Linked DNA regions of Sus scrofa: region 2 is linked to region 1. A link is a contact called in public HiChIP or PLAC-seq data. All regions are on one chromosome and are shown on one strand. The core of a region is the stretch at or near the end of the contact, and the rest is flanking DNA. Distances in the headings are between cores, read along the strand shown. Region 1 overlaps LHFPL2 (lipoma HMGIC fusion partner-like 2). Region 2 overlaps LHFPL2 (lipoma HMGIC fusion partner-like 2).

The links. HiChIP or PLAC-seq counts read pairs in DNA pulled down with a chosen protein or histone mark.
Region 2: an H3K27ac HiChIP or PLAC-seq map of alveolar macrophages shows a contact between it and region 1. The contact joins two enhancer-like sites. A contact is called at or near these places in 1 of 47 Hi-C or Micro-C datasets (fetal liver) and 2 of 2 datasets of contacts at active chromatin or transcription factors (alveolar macrophages and skeletal muscle).

What each region holds. Positions count from the first base shown.
Region 1 is chr2:87,322,600-87,327,187 of Sscrofa11.1, forward strand. LHFPL2 (lipoma HMGIC fusion partner-like 2) reads right to left here. Exons shown (of 5, transcript NM_001243213.1): 5 at 586-2,881. The coding sequence ends at 2,625. Among named protein-coding and RNA genes, the nearest start is that of SCAMP1, 110 kb to the left of the region's middle. Within about 2 kb of position 2,107, at least 25 of the 83 cell types and tissues checked have an H3K27ac peak or open chromatin away from gene starts, as enhancers often do. A contact at or near this core is called in alveolar macrophages, where this site is marked.
Region 2 is chr2:87,389,809-87,394,396 of Sscrofa11.1, forward strand. All of the region lies in intron 3 of LHFPL2 (lipoma HMGIC fusion partner-like 2), which reads right to left. Among named protein-coding and RNA genes, the nearest start is that of LHFPL2, 110 kb to the right of the region's middle. Within about 2 kb of position 2,728, at least 14 of the 83 cell types and tissues checked have an H3K27ac peak or open chromatin away from gene starts, as enhancers often do. A contact at or near this core is called in alveolar macrophages, where this site is marked.

The sequences.
Region 1 (4,588 bases), core at 857-3,356:
CCCGGGTCTGTAGCATTCAGACTAATGAAGTTAAATGCTGTCGAGTGACTTTCTTCAGGCCAAGAGAGGTCACGTTTTCACTTAGGACTTTCGTTATCAGAATGACATAAGGATAAAGACAACGGACATGTCGAGAGGATCCTCTAGGCCTCTGACTTGCCTGTGAGGAGAGTGCAAGTGTCCAGGGAATGTTAGAAAATGGATTCTTGATCTTATTTAGACGGAAAAGTAGAGTGAATCATCTCATGATAAATTTAAGACAATATTGGGGTTTTTTATCAAGATTGCCTGATGAAGGCAATTTGCTTTGTTTTTTTTTTTTTTTTCCTTTTGAGGGCCCCACCCACATCCTAGGACAGATGGAGGTTCCCAGGCTGGGGTCGAATTGGAGCTATCCCCTCCAGCCTAGGCCAGAGCCACAGCCACGCGGGATCCCAGCCGCATCTGCGACCCACACCACAGCTCACGGCAATGCTGGATCCTCAACCCACTGAGCGAGGCCAGGGATCGAACCCTCGTCCTCATGGATGCTAGTCGGGTTCATTAACTGTTGAGCCACGATGAGAACACCAGGAATTGCTTTTCTTTTTTTTTTTTAAATGAAAATTATTGCCAAGGGTTAAAAAGTCTACTCCATGGCATCAGGCCTTGGTTAGCATGTATCAATACACAGACAGACAGGAGCCCTGTCCAGTGGCTGCTGTGATTCATTTCTGTACAGGGTTTCCTGAGCCCTTAGTGCAGGCTGCCATAGGGGCTACAAAGTTACCCCTTTTCAAAAAAAGTCATAGACTGGCTTATTCTGAACTTTGGTCTAAGGATGGTGAACTCATGAAGACCTTATTCCACGCCCCCACCCCTTAATCTGCGAGATAAAATGGTTTCTGGCACGGGCCCGAGGCCAGAATGGAGTAAAACTCGAGTAGCTCCGTTCCATGAACATATAAAGCAATTAGCTGTTCTGTAGCAAGGTCTGGTTTTAAACGCACTGAGCTGTAAGATGATTCACTCAGGGCAGGGCTGTAAAGTCTGAATCAGGGTACTATGCCTGGTGGCACTTAGCACCTAGTACTTTGCCCAAACAAGGTTTGTAATTATCTGTTGAATTTTCAAAACAAAGCAAGCCCTCAAGTAAGCAGATTCGTAAGCCCAAAGAGACCTATACTTCTAATCCTTCCAGAAATCTGGCAGGTCCACCCCACCTGCTGCGGTTGCAGTGGGCGATTTCTCTATCCTGCAATGCTGAATGAAGCTCAGCTAAGGCCAAACTAGGTTGTTTTTGGTCACTTGGATCAGTCCAACGTAAATCTGAAGTGACGGCTAATACCATTTTCCTGAATCAATTATATGGGTAATGCATAGAAATTAGACTAAAGGCCCCTGAATCCATTTTAATAGTGGCGTTCCGCTCTGTTTTGTAAACAGGTGCAGGCGGGTGCTCTGAGCTGGTCTAGCTCTCATTTGTGCGTGAGCTTTCTACTCTGTGCTTTCCTGAGAATGCAGCCTTTGATGTAACTCACCCGTTAGAGCAATTCAATGGTATCATTACACAGTTTGCTGGCAGGATCAACACTCGTAACTAGAAAAACCTAACCTCATGACCAGCTCCCTTTTTCTGCACAGAATGTCACTTGTTCTGCCGCCGCTGGGGGTAGAAGAGCGCTGACCCCAGCACAGTCACCACAGTGGGAAAAGGTCTCCGGGCAGAGGCTGCCACTCTGGCCGGCGTGCCCAGTCAACCTGGGAAGGAGCCACAGCTGGCCTGGGGACCTCTGTCCCTGCAACGAGGAAGCAGAGTGAGGTTTCCTTTGGCAGCCAAAGCACAGTCCTAACCGTAGAAGAAAACCATGTGATCTCAGGGGGAAGAGGAGCCCGGGCCTGGCCGCCAGGAAGGGGAACCAACTTGCCTTCACTGGCAGGATGTGGGGCTTTGATTCTCATGATCAGACAGGTCCTTATTCTTTCTTTGCTCAACTTCCTAAAATCTTGGAGGGACAGCTCAGTGGAGCCACCTAACTCTGGAATTCCGCCCAGGGTAGGTCCCACCACAGAACTCCACACTGTCGCTGCAGACCTGTTTGGCCAGCTCAGCAAGAGACAGTGTCGTGCTGTGCCCACAGCCTCGCCCCCGTCAGGGTGTGCTCTTCCTTGCAGCCTCCGCCTGAGACGGTTGGAAAGGACCAGGAGGAAACAGAAACACCAGCCCCCAAACCTCACACTGAGGCACAGATGCTCCCAACCTGTGCGGAAACACCGCTCTAAACAGCCTGCGAATCTGGCTCATAGTCTCTTCTGTTCCCAGAGAAACTGCGGCTGCAATGGTTTAGATCATCATCCTTCACTGAGCCGCGGGCAAGACGGAGTCCGGCAGGACTTGACGATGGGTCAGGGTTTATGTCCTTTTCATCCGCCCTCTCTTGGAATTTGCACTGTGGCCCTCGCGTGCCGTCCTCTGCTCAGCTGGATGCTGCCTGTCGTGGGTCCTGTTAAGGCGCAGGGCTGTGGAATGTGGCTTTGGTAGGTAAAGGCTAGTTCTTCTTCACTTGACTCAAACGAGGAAACCAGACGTGAACTGTTTCACAAGGTCACACGAGCAAGCAAACAGCATTAGTGTCTCGCCCACACTAAAGGAGGCAGATGAGGTTTTTCCCCTCTTCGATTTCTTCTTGTACTTTGTCGCTGGAGGTGGCAATTTCTGCCTGTGCGGAGAAGACGGCACAGACGAAGGTGAGCACGGTGCCCCCGATGGCGGTGTAGAAGGCCCAGCCCAGGGAGCAGTCTCCAGGTTTGTAGGCCGATGCATAGTGTCCGCAGTAGCCTATGGCCTTCTGGCAGCCCCAGCCAGCGGGGTAGAGGATCAGGCCGAGGATGAGGAACAGGCCTGCGGGGCAGAAGAAGGAACAGGTGAAAACCCCTTGGCTCTGCAATGCCCAGTGAGGGGCTGTACCGATCTGAGTCACTGTGACTTGATTTGCCTGCTCTGGGCTATGGCATCCGCTCTGCAGTAGCAAGTGTCGGGGACTGCTGGATGCAACTAGTCTGACCTGCTCAAGAAGAGCACTGGATGCGAAACAGGTTGGACTGTGAACCTACTAATAATTTCTCTTCTGGAAAAGCAGGTAACCTTGGTACTATTTCTTGTCACAGAGTTCTTAGTGCAGCGAGCATTTCCCTTTTGGTCTAAGGCAGAGGTTGGCAACCTGAGGCCCAGAGGTCAAGCAGAGGCTTGTTTTTGTAAATGAAGTTTTGTTGGCACACGGCTATGCCCATTCGTTTATGGACTGCCTGCGGCTGCTTCTGTGCTGAAATGGAACAGGGCAGAGTTGCTGGGGACCCTATGGCCTGAAAAATCTCCAATATTTACTATCTGGCCTTTGGCTGAAAAAGTTTGTCAACCCCTGGTCTAAGGGAATTCACATAAAACCACGGTTAAATGCAAGAGAGCCCAGATCTTAACCTGAGTGTCAGGCTTTAAATCTAAGTCCACGAGGAGCACTGGCACTCACCAGCAACCGCCTGCATACGTGGGACAGAGATTTCTACGGTTACGTATACATTTAGAAAGTATATGCAAACTTCGTAAGCACTTTTTATCTGATTACTTTTTTTTTTTTTTTTTTTGGCCACACCCATGGCATGCAAAACTTCCTGGGCCAGGGATCAAACCTATACCACAGCAGTGACAACACTGGATTCTTAACCTGCTGAGCCACCAGGGAACTCCTTGTCTGATTGCTTTTAAGCAAACTCAGCTATGAATAGACACAAATAAGCCCTGTTTCCATTTTGCTGAGTGCACCATCCTGTCATACCAAAGGTCTGTTTTTCTCCTCTGTATAGCTTTACTGCTCACTCTGTCACGGAGAGGCTTTTTTCCCTGCCAGCCTGGGCTGGGGGGGGGGAGGGGGTAGTCAGGAACTACTCCAGGGCCAGGACTAAGGCAAGGAAAGTGAAGCATAACATGGGAGGCAGCAGTCGCCTTCAGGTGTCTGCTCCGTGCTTACAGGAGCTTGGAGTTCCCGCTTGATTTAATCTCTGGAGGGCTGACACCTAGGTTCAATTAGCAGCCCAACCCAGAGTGTTAAAGGATCTGGCATTGCTACAGCGGCAGCAAAGGTCACAACTGCGGCTTGGATCTGATCCCTGGCCCCGGAACTCCACGTGCCTAGGGATGGCCAAAAGAAAGAAAGAAAAAGAAAGTGAGTGCCTTGCCTGCCTCCCCATCACACAGCAGTAGCTGCTTGTAAGGATGTCCAGATCTCAAGATGCCAGAGGCAACTGAAGGACCCCAAATCTTACCCAACAAAACTTTTGGGAGAAAGGATGGCTTTATTCTATGTAGCAAGAAAAAAATAAGCGGTGTTTTTTAAAATGATACCAACATAATCAAGATTGCCAGTTCATTAAAAAAAACTCTGTTTTTAAGATACGTTGGAATAGCAGTTCCATCCTCTTAATATAAGTTTGACTCCAAATTCTCTTTTCCTACCTCGACTGAAATTCCCTGGGTTTACCACACCAAAGCTGCCTAGTCATTTATAGCAACTTGCTGACAAGAACATTACTGAATTTGTGGTCGTATGAGTCT
Region 2 (4,588 bases), core at 1,478-3,977, 68 kb after region 1:
TATTTTAAAATGATTGGTCCACGGAGCGCGGGCTCTCGATATTTTAAAATGATTGGTTTGTGACGCACAGGCTTTGTTGTGAACCCCATAAAAGCTGTCCCGATTCCGCACTCGGGGCCGCAGTCCTCTACCCCTGCGTGGTGTACGACTGTGGGCCCCAGCGCGCTTGGAATAAAAATCCTCTTGCTGTTTGCATCAAGACCGCTTCTCGTGAGTGATTTGGGGTGTCGCCTCTTCCGAGCCCGGACGAGGGGGATTGTTCTTTTACTGGCCTTTCATCACCAGCCTGGCACCTGATAAATCAGCTCCTGGAACAGATGCTGGCCTTCCGGTGACTGGGGATCCAGTAAGCCTCAGAAAGGAGGAAAAATAAAAAATAAACTCATTAAATAATATGGTGTTGCTAAACTCACACAAAAGAGTATTTACAGTTCAACTGGATGTGCATCACAGGAAAACAGTAATAATTAAAGCAGCCATGGAGGACCTGCGAACTTACTAAAGTGATGGCAGCCCTTGTGCCCACCTTGCCTACTGGGGGCAGGAACCAGAACCAAAGAGCTTAAATTAAACTTAAAAAAAAAGAAAAGAAAAATAGTACTCCCATTTAAAATACATATTTCTACAGAAGAAACAGCATTAGCGTGGTAGGAGTTTGAATTATGACAAAGGTCCACTTTCAGAGGCAAATCATTTGTAATTCTAGAATCCTTAAGTTGCAGAAATTTAATAGCTCTGTGACCTTTGTATGTTAAAAAAAACCCAAAAACCAAAAACAATGTAGTGAAGCTTTTGTCCAACTACCACCATATCCTTCGGAAATAAACCCTCCAGCATTGTGTAGCGGCTCTGATTTGCCATCAGGGAAAGGAAAGTTAACAGTCTCAAAGGGGCTTCACATTACCGCAGAGCTGGCTTCCTCTGCCAGGGTCCCTCGAGAGGCTCAGAGGCTCCAGTTTCTGAATGGGAAACGCTCTGCAGGCGGGACAGGAGGACGAATCAAACACACCCACTTTCACAGAGCTGCCAGACCCTCTGACTCGGCCCCTCTGTGGATTCTACCACCAAAGGGCACTTGTCCATTGCTTCCTGGGCCTTCCAGGAACTGCCCCACGGGGCTCCTCCCGGTAGTGGCCACTCTGTGTAGCTCCCACGGCTCCCCGCACGCACCCACGTGGGTGCTGCTATCTCCTCCTCCCTTCCTCTCTGCCTGTCCCCCTCCCACCTATCCTTCAAGCTCTAGCTCCAATGTCACCACTTCCAGGAAGCCTTTCCAGTTAAGACAGTTTTGCTCATGGAGGAGAGGGCCTTACTGGAGCCCCTTGGACGGCAAAGCACTTTCTAGAGCAGGGTGGGCTTAAGAACACGACTTTCCTCCCTTACTGGACAGTCTGCACATTAGTTCTGAGTCACTGTCGCATCCCACAGGGCGGCACACCCGGTATCTGCTCAGTAAACTCCTACAGCACCTCCCCAGAGTGCTGTCCGGCCTTCAGGGGGCGCCGGTGAGCCCAGAGGGCACCCAGGGGGCAGGCACTGGGACCCTGTCTCCCATCTCCCGCCCAAGGGCTCTGGGGCTCTGGGTTTCCCCATCTTTCTCACTGCCCCTCTGAGAGGGCAGAGCAGCAGGATGGTGCTGCCCTCAGCCTGTGAGACACAACTCATGGCCCCAGCCTGATCTCCTGGGTGCAGGGGAGTGAGGCCAGGAGCCGGTACATCTCTTTCTCCGGCCCCTCCGTGGCCTTCCTGTGCAGGTCCCAGAAGAAAAGACTGCACAGAGAAGCCACGCAGGGGCTGAAAGAAGAGCGTTTCCTCAGCCCGTCCAGTCAGCTTCAGGTCTACACAGACCGAGGAGTAGATGAGACAAGGAGATGGCACAGTGACAACTAGGACAAAATATCCGGAGGATCCAGCAAGCCCCGGAGGCTCTGCCACATGAACTGAGGGCAGAGAAGGTGCCTCTGGGAGGCAGCAGACCCAGGCCAGACTGCTAGCACAATCCTCTCTGGCTGCCCCAAAGGGCAGCCACCACAGTCCACTGAACTGGGAAAAGGGTCGGGGCCGGGAGTGGCTTAGGGAAATCACTGAGCGCCCACCAGCGCCAGCGCAGCCATGACGAGCTGACGCCTGACTTGCCAGAGTCTCCAGGCTCTCAGCTCCGCCCTGCTCCCGGGTGCTCTTGCAGGCGCAGCGTGGTTCCCTTACCCCAAGCACCCGCGTGGACTCTATGAGGACAGGGACCCCGGTGTCTCCCCTGCTCAACATTGTAGGCATGCACACAGCCTGACACACGCATAGCTGGGGCCGAACAACTACCTGTGGAATGACTCCTCCGCGGGTAAAACAGAGCTGCGTCTCTGGTTTGGAATCACCAGAGGCAGCGCGTTTTGAACACAGCGCCCGCAGAGCCAATCAGCGTCGTCTCCATTCCTGGACTTATACAGAAGGGCCAGGGTAGGCACAGAAAGTCTCTAAATCAGAAGTCTATGGACACTTTCTTATAATTAAGCCAGGTCAGCCTCAGTGGTGATTTGTGTCAATAGGATGAGTATATAGTACAGCAGTCCCCCCCTTATCCCCAGTGTTGCTTTCTGCGGTTTGCTCCGCAGTCAACCATGGTCTGAAAATATTAAATGGAAAATTCCAGCAACCAACAGTTCACAGGCTTTAAATTGCACACCATTCTGAGTACCCTGACGAAATCTCGCCAAGTCCCCCTCCGTCCCTCCTGGGACATGAATCATCCCCTTGTCCAGCATGTCCCGCCCATTAGTCACTTATGGCCTGGTCCTGGCTGTCAGATTGACTGTCACAGTATCACAGAGCTTGTGTAACCCTTATTTTACTTAACAATGGTTCCAAAGGCAAAAGTAGCGAGGCTGGCAATTGGGATCTGCCAAAGAGAAGCCACAAAAGGCTTCCTTGAAGTGAAAAGGTGAAAGGTTTCAAAGTAGGAAAGAAAAACAATCATTTTTCTTAGCAACTGAATCATTGCTAAGATTGAGTAAGAATGAATCTTCTATCCATGAAATTGTGACGAAGGAAAAAGAAATTCGTGGCAGTTTTTGCTGTTGCACCTCACACTGCAAGTTACAGTGTGTGAGAAGTGCTTAGTTAAGATGGAAGACATTAATCTGTACAATGAGGTATTTCGAGAGAAGGAGAGACTACATGCCCATTATTTTTATTACAGTATATTGTTATAATTGTTCTATTTTATTATTGTTGTTGTTAATCTCTTATTGTGCGTAATTTGTAAATTAAGCTTTATCATGAGTACGTGTGCACAGGAAGAAATAGGACTTATTGGATTTGGTACCACCCAATGTTTCAGGCATCCAATGGAGGTCTTGGAACATGTCCCTGTGGCTGAGGGGGGATCACTGTATTTGTCTCAATCTTTAAGTCACCAGTCTGCACAGATGCAGCAAGGGTCCACAGTTCTGCTGATGACGGCAGTTTTAAAACAGCTTGTTCCAGTGAGGTTAGGCCACCTTGGTAGGGATGTCGGGCCAATGGCAGAAAAGTGAGCCAGTGAATTGTGGGCCATTTTCTTGCACACACACATGCACACACACACACACAGTGAACTGAAGCAACTGTTTCAGCAGGCATTAGACGGTATCTCAGTCTGCTTTTTAGTAACTTGGTCAGCCTCTAAGCTTTTCTTTCTTGTCTTTTCTTTCCTAAAAGAAAACACTCCCTGACCAAAATATGGAATTCATCTGCATTGTAATCCCAAGTGGAGCACCGACTCATTTCCTCTTGATCTGTGTTTCGCTTACTCCCACTCACTCTCATTTCTCATGGACAATGACTGGAAACAGTCCCCGGTAGGAATTTCAACCGCCCTCTTTGAGACAGATGTTTTGGAAACCACTGACACGCTGTCACTGGGAGGCAGATCACACAGTCGGGGCCAGACTGTGCAGTGCTGCACCCGGCAGCTCTCCCATTACCTGCAAGGCCTCAGTTATCTGTTAGATCAGATCAGACAGACACTTGCTATTGAGCAACTTTTTCTCCATGTCCCCTTGAACCCACACCTTCCCCAGCAGGAGGCCACATCCAAGGCCCCGTCTCAGCAAAGTCATTCTCATCTTCTGCAGCATCCAGAATGTGGTTTCCGTAAAGATCTAGTATGATCAAATCTTTCGATGGAAACATTACTTTCAGGAAGTAAGCGAGGCACTTGGGAGAGGAAAATGAACTTGTGTAAGTCATTAGGGCCCTGTTCATAAACTTCTGCTAGGCAAATGGGGCCCTAGTGGCTTGAGAGTTATTGCTCAAGACGCCTAAGCACCCACACAAGTTCATGTTTCTCCCCGGAGGGCCTCACTCTCTCCTTGAGAGAAATGCACTACGAGCTTTGGTCTTGTTTGAAATTGGTGTGATGCATGGAGGCAGATCATTCAAGCCACCTGGATGTGCTGTGAAATAGTTTCACAACCAGTTCCAGCTTCTCTAAACGCACCTATAAAAACAAAACTAAATGCTTGTTCAATTCACTCTTTAGGGGAACAACTTCGCTCCAACAGAGTCAACTGACCAGAGAAAAGTCTCAACAGACCCAACACTCTCTCTCTGG